Linked DNA regions of Rattus norvegicus: region 1 is linked to region 2. Evidence: chromatin contacts called from public Hi-C data. All regions are on one chromosome and are shown on one strand. Each heading gives the region's core, a stretch centred on a gene start, on an enhancer-like site or on the middle of the called end of the contact. The rest is flanking DNA. Distances are from core to core; before and after follow the strand shown. Region 1 holds the start of Wnt4 (Wnt family member 4). Region 2 has its middle 32 kb from the start of Zbtb40.

Evidence for each region. A called contact is a pair of places that touch in the nucleus more often than the background predicts.
Region 1: a Hi-C map of hepatocytes shows a contact between it and region 2, with 4 times the contacts expected there. The contact joins the promoter of Wnt4 here to the enhancer-like site in region 2. A contact is called at or near these places in 7 of 12 Hi-C or Micro-C datasets (the Rat2 cell line, Schwann cells, hepatocytes and 3 more).

The regions. Positions count from the first base shown.
Region 1 is chr5:154,796,087-154,799,268 of GRCr8, reverse strand. Wnt4 (Wnt family member 4) reads right to left here and starts at 1,819. Exons shown (of 5, transcript NM_053402.2): 1 at 1,738-1,819. The coding sequence starts at 1,814.
Region 2 is chr5:154,597,410-154,600,691 of GRCr8, reverse strand. No RefSeq gene overlaps it. Among named protein-coding and RNA genes, the nearest start is that of Zbtb40, 32 kb to the right of the region's middle. Within about 2 kb of position 1,346, at least 8 of the 93 cell types and tissues checked have an H3K27ac peak or open chromatin away from gene starts, as enhancers often do. A contact at or near this core is called in hepatocytes, where this site is marked.

The sequences.
Region 1 (3,182 bases), core at 570-3,069, 200 kb before region 2:
GGCAGGTGGCAATTCTACCTGGGTGTACTGGGTCAACTTCAGGACAGCCTCAGGCAAGAAGTAGATTATTCTTGTCTGGAAACTAAAGCATCTGGGTTCAGTCCACGATGTGGTGAGTAGCTCCCTTCCCTGGGCCTTAGTTTCCTCATCTATAAAGGGAGCTAAAGAACCTGGAGCTTTGAAGGGCCTTTCTGTGGCAGCTGTTTCTGTGTTTGCTGCAGGCCTGGCTCACACACTTGAGTTCTCAGTGTTACTTCAGGGTTTTTTTTTTTTTTTTTTTTTTTGTATTGCTTGGTGGTGCTGGGCTGCACTTCTAGTTTCCCCTGATGTTCACATCCGTCTCTAAACCCATCTGTTTAAGAGGCAGCTCCAGAGACCCCAGACTCCTTCAAGTTCAAAGCAGTTCCCTTCTTCAGGTCTGCTGCAACCCAGGCCTCACTGGGGGAGGGGGCATTCTGCAAGAAGTGGAAAGGGGTGCGGTGGCCGTGCCCTGGTTTCCGTCCACTCTGCCACAACCCCTGAAGTGTTAATCAAATTAAGACTGCAGGAAGAACAAAAGCACTGCAGACACTTTGGGCCTCAGAGGAATCACTAGCTCTCCGGAACAGCTGGGAGAATTCCACATCACCTCAGTCTCCCAAGCTCTGGGTGGCTCTGACCCCAACGAACACACTCCTTTCCAGTCTCCAGGGCCTTGGCTGGCCACAATGACCTCATAGCAACAGCCATTGGGCACTCAGGGCAATTTCATGGGAGATATTTGTTCTTTGGTCTTGATGCAGAGAGAATTTTTCCTTTCCCACTGTCTCCATGGAAACCCCAGCTACACTGTTGGCTATCCCCCCTTCCCACCTCATGCTTTTCAGATCAATACGGGAGCTTGGCTCCCCACTGGCTGCCCACAGTGGAAGGCAGCAGAGCTCCCGACAGAAGTTGGGGCCAGGGTTAAGCCTGGGCCATAGGGAAGTGTCACTGAAGAGGGATGAAGGAGTCTCTAAGGTCTAGTTCCTGGTTCTCTTAGTCACTAGCCCATCTCCTTAGCTCGCCTTCTCAGGGATCCTACCGAGCGCAGACCCAGTAATGGTGAAACACATAGGTCACCAGCGGTTACCAACTCCCTTCTTAGGCAAGACCTTTGGTTGTGGATGGGGGCTGTCGCCTTCTTTAATAAAGGTTGGGAGAAGTTTCTTCCTGCCTCAGGGAACAGCGAGGAGCAGCCAGAGCCAGCCTGCGGGCTCTCAGAGGCTCGGCGCCCGGGTCCTCGACTTCTACATTTGGCTCCCGCCCCCCCAGGCAGAAACAGGTCCCTGCACGCCTCCAGCTCAGCCCGCAGCGCGGCACGGCGCAGCGCGAGGAGCTCGCGCCTAGACTCCTCGCTATTAACCTGCTATTATGCCCGGGACGCTTCCCCTCGGAGACCTGTCAGCCCGCCGGTTTGCGCCTCGCACCGCTCCTGGGCCACCGCCCCGCGATCGCACCCCCTCGCGCCCTCGAGCACCCAGGGCAGCCTCCGGGTGCAGACGCGCTGCCAGCCCTGCTGCCCCGGGCAGGGAAGCCGGACTCGGGCAGCAGGGGTCCGGGGAACTCCAGAGGGAAGTCGGGACAGTGGTGGTGACTGGCAGGAGGAACCGGCAGAAGCGCGATCCTCGGGTCCCGCGGCTGAGACACCTGCAGGGAGCCCCCTGCGCCTGTTGCCCCGGGACCCGCCCCGCCCGCCGGGTCCCCAACCAGACTTACAGCCAGTTGCTCGCGGCGGCCGAGAACACGGCGAAGACGAGGAGTCGCAGCGACCGCAGGCACGAACGGGGGCTCATGGTGCCGTGGGTGTCCGCCCCGGGCAGCGGCCGCAAGTCTCCCGTCGGGGCGGCAGGTGGGCGCCGCGCGGACGGGCTGGGGCGCCGGGCCGGGGCGCGCGGCGAGGCTCAGCCTCCGAGCAGCCGGCCGCGCCGCCCGCTGCTGCGCCCGCTGCCCGGCGGACCCGACTGTCAGCGCCGCCCCAGAGCCGGGATGCGGCGGTGGCGGCGGAGGCGGGCGGGCGGGCGGCGGGGCGGGCCGGGGGCGGGCCGAGGATGGGGTTACCTGGGCGGGTCCAGCGGCGCGGGACACCCCCCCCTACGGGGGCGGTCCTGAGCCCGCGGGACTGGGCTTCTCCTGGGGGGCCTCCCGGGCCAGGCGCCCGGACGCGCTCGGAGCCCCAGCCCGCTGCAGGCACGCTTGGCCGCACGCCGCCCAGTTGGGCCGAGCTAGAGGCGCGGCGACCCAGCTGCTGGGTCCCCGCCCGGGGCCTTAGGGACGGGCGGGCACAGCTCCCCCAGCCCGCCGCTGCGGGCACTGCAGCGCCGCCCTGGCCGCGCCCCGCGGCCCCCCGCCGGCGCCTGGGAGCCGGAATCCCCGGCCGACCCCGGCGGAGCCACCGGAGCGAGAGCGGCTGCCACTCGCGCGAACCTAGTCACTAGCGCTCGGGGCGCACCAGGCTGCGGTGGTGCCGCCAGGGTGTCCCCGCCGGACCCCTCCCCGCCCTCAGGCCCCCCGGGTTCTGTGGTCCGGCCCCTCCCTAGCACTCACCTCCCTCCAGCTTTCCCGGAGCTGGACAGGGGCCTCTCTACTTCGGGCAGCTTGGGACAGTGGCCTAAGACTCCGGGAATCCGAAACCTCGCTTCTGGATCGCCCTGGGTTCTGGCGCGCTCCAGGCAGCAAGGTCTTGAGTGAACCCCTCGCCTTTCTGTATAGACCTTCTGCTTAGGAACTGGAAGGCTTCCTTTTAGCACAGGGACCAATCTTTGCTTTCTGCTTGGGTTTCTGTGCGCTTCTTTTACTTCTTCTCCCACGCCAGGCAGATTCAGCCCTTAGCTTGGTGTCTGGCACAGAGCAGGTGGGTGCCACGTTTGTGGAGTGAATGGATGGAGTGGAGTTATTTCTTAAAAACCTATGCCAGGCTGATGCTGAGGCTCAGTTCCGTATTAGTAGTTACTTTGCCGTGGCTGGGCCACACCCTCTCCAGGTCACTGATAGAGTCCAGACTCCTCTGGCCCTGCCTGAGGCTACATCCCACCGAGCTAGAGGAACTCCGGGTTTAAACAGGGAACCAAAAGTCCAGAGACCCTCTCACTAAAAGCAAGGGGGAGAGAAAATGGCCCGGCCCCTGCCCTGGGAGAACCAACTGTTTTCTCCTGTGTGAGTTT
Region 2 (3,282 bases), core at 97-2,596:
AAAGCCAATGGACAACTTCTACCTTTTCCTCATCCAGCTATAACAAGTCACAATGGGGGACACCTGAGACAAGCTTTTTTGACATGTGACAGGTATCTTTCTACATCCCAGGGTGGTTGTGATATCTCATGGGACAGGGGCAGTGGCATTCAGCATCTAGCTAGCAGCTAGTGGCCATGCAGACACTCTCGGGTTAGTGAGCATTTCACTGAGCAATAGTCCCACAGAGCCCTGGGAATCCTTATCAGGCTGCGTCCTTTCTGACATCCTGACCTGGAATCAGGAGGTCTGTTTACTCTCCTCCCAGCTCTGTCACACATTTCCAGAGCCACTCTGACATCACGCCTCTGTGTGCCTCGTTCTCTTCATCTGGAGAACGGGAATCACGAAGCCTTGAAACGGGGTTTCTGGAAGAGCAGCAAGAGAGAGAAGCAAACAAACTGTTGCGGGCCGGTTTGTAAATAAAGTTTTATTGGCACGTGGCCAGGCTAAGGCACGAATGTCATCTAGAACAGATCTGCCTCAGAATCGGAAAGCATGAAAACCCCCAGACGGATGTAATGTCTAGCCCTTTGTGGAAAAATAGGGCTGACTTCCACTATGGAGAACTTTCCCCAGGTCCTATGGGTGCCACTTTCTGCTCTTTAGGAACTATTGCCAGACTTCCATAAAGGTCTGATTGTACAGGTCTGAGTGAGGTCTGGGCATCATCCTGAGTGCCTATGACTTTGTGTGTGCATCCTGCGTACATGTGCATGGGGAGAACATATACACGTATAAGCCTATGAAGCCAGCAGTTAGGATCAGATCACTGCTCCACATCTGGAACTCTGACTGTGTGCAGGTTGCTTCCAATCAAGTTGCTTGATCTAAGTGGTTTGGGTTGTGGTGACAGCAATGGCTGCCAAGGGACAGCTTATGAAACAGACAATCGCTATGGAGTGTCCCCTGGGGCCTGGTACAAATGGGTGCTCCTGATGAATAGCTCTGTCATTCCTGTTTCTGTGTACTCTCTCCCTGACTATGTCTATTTTCTCAGTTCTCCAAATCTCCCCTGACTTCCCCCAACTCAGGGAACCCAGCCTCTCACTTAGATGAGACCCTGGTCCCCAGCAAGGAGACGTGAGAAGCCTGGAGTCCTCGGCCACTTTGTCCCTGGAACTCTACTGGCTTACACATTTACTCTCAAAATATTTGCTTTCCGTGGCCACTATTTGCCCAGGGCTGACGTCAGAGGAGGACAATTGACTCCCCATTAGTGCTTTCAAAGAGCAAGGTCAGCCTCTCCCTGTCCCCTCCACAGTTCCATCCCTGTCTCCTCAGTGAAGTCTTCTGACCTAAACACATGCCAGCCAGAGGGTGACTTAGCAGAACAAGTTGGAAGGAGACCAGAAAAAAGGCAGAGTCTGGTCCCAGCCTGTGGCTAACCAGTCAGCCAGCCAGCCCTGGGTCATCTAGTCATCTCCCTGAATCTCAGTAGCTCCTCTCTGTCCTAGGCAGCTATCTTCCCTAAGCTCTGAAGCTCCACATCCCTGTCAGGTACAACAATTCCATACCTCTGGGACCCCCCAAGAATGGCTGGGGAGACCCGAGGTCCCCTGGCTGTCACTCAGTCCTTATCTCTCTTCACTGTTCTACTAGTGCCCAGCCATGAAAATGATTGCCTTTAGCTCACCAAGGCAGAAAACCAAACTGCCCACCCCACCACATATCCTGTTACTCCGAACTGCTGAGGGAGCATCTTGGGGAACTACGGTCAAGCTTCCTCATGCAACTCAGAGCTCCATCAAGCTTTAGAACAGCTACCCATGCCCCCAGGCCTGACTGTGTTTCCTGGGAAGAATTCTACACAAGTTCAAAGGTAGAGAGACCCGTGCGGACATGTGTGGAAGCACTGACCTTGAGGACATGGTGGCTGTACTAGGGACGCAGGAAAGCAGCTTGGCAAGGAGCCAGTACCTCCAAAAGACTCGGCAAGGGACACTCTGAAGCTGGGGGTTGATGTGTCAACCCATCCCTCCAGTACACGGCAGTAGAGGTCAGGGTCATGGGTCCAGAGGTTTGAAGCATGAACTCCAGGCAGACAACTCAGTGTTTGGGGAACCAAGAAGAAGCCACATCCACTCAGAGCCTCAGTGTCCCCAACTGTGAGAGGGAGATGCCACAGAGCTTTCTGTGGCAATGGTCAGAGACAGCCCATCTGTCTGAGGCAGTTTTAAGGTTCTTGGAGGGCACTTCCTAAATGTTAGTCCTCCACCCCTACCCATGAAAAGGATCAGGCATGTCAACTACAGCAGAAGGAACAGCTGTGCTCAAAGCACAGTGTCCCTTACAACAGTCCCATAGGGAAGACATCACTCTCTCCATTTTACAGAGCTAGGAACAGCTCAAAGAGGTGAACTGAATTTCAGGCCTCCTGGCACCCTGAACTCCAGGCTTCCATATGCACCTGCTCAGGTCTCTCTCTGATACATCCCCTCTCCATTTCAGATCCTCTTGACTCAATTCAGCTCCTGTAGGTCCAACAATGTCCAGAGGCTATCCAGGTACTAGCTCTGAGCCTCTGACTCTCTCAGACTTTCAGGCATAGATAGCCCCATTAGGTGAGTTCTGCAATAACTGTGTGCAGACAGCGCCACCCAGTGGCTGCCACAGCAGTAAGGGATGCGTTGACTTTGCAATGGCAGCACATAGGGGACAAGGGACTCAGACTCTTGCCCTCCCTGGTCGATGGCTCCATTACACCCTGACACAGAGCTCTTTAAAAAAAATCCCATTATTTCAATCTGGAAGGAAATGGAGCCACCATTTAAAGGAACATCCTAGAAGCACAGGGGGATTTTATTGAGCCCCGAAGAATATAGAAGGTCACATGAGGCAGCAGGATGAAACAGATTGGAACTCAGATCTTTCCTTCTTCCTGCAAACCCAGCAGAAAGCCCGGGGCTCCTTCAGCACCCTGTGCTTGCCCTGTGTGTTCCCCCGCTCTCAGGGGATAGAATAGGCGGGGTGCTGAGGGGCTGAGGAGGGAGACTGACAGTAATAACTCTTGAATTCTATATGTCATATGAACCAAATCTCGCTCTTCTCTTGGGGTCCTTGTCCTGTGGTAGCATCTTCTCTGTAGCCACCAGCAGGAGGCTGTCTAGGTTCTCCCTTTTCTGTGGACTCAAGAGCTGCTTTGGGAGTTCATTCTCTGTCTTTTCACAGCTCCCCAACGCACTCAGCCTTTACTCTGTCACTCCAGGGCCAAATTATGGTTTTACCCTGCCTCACTGGGTC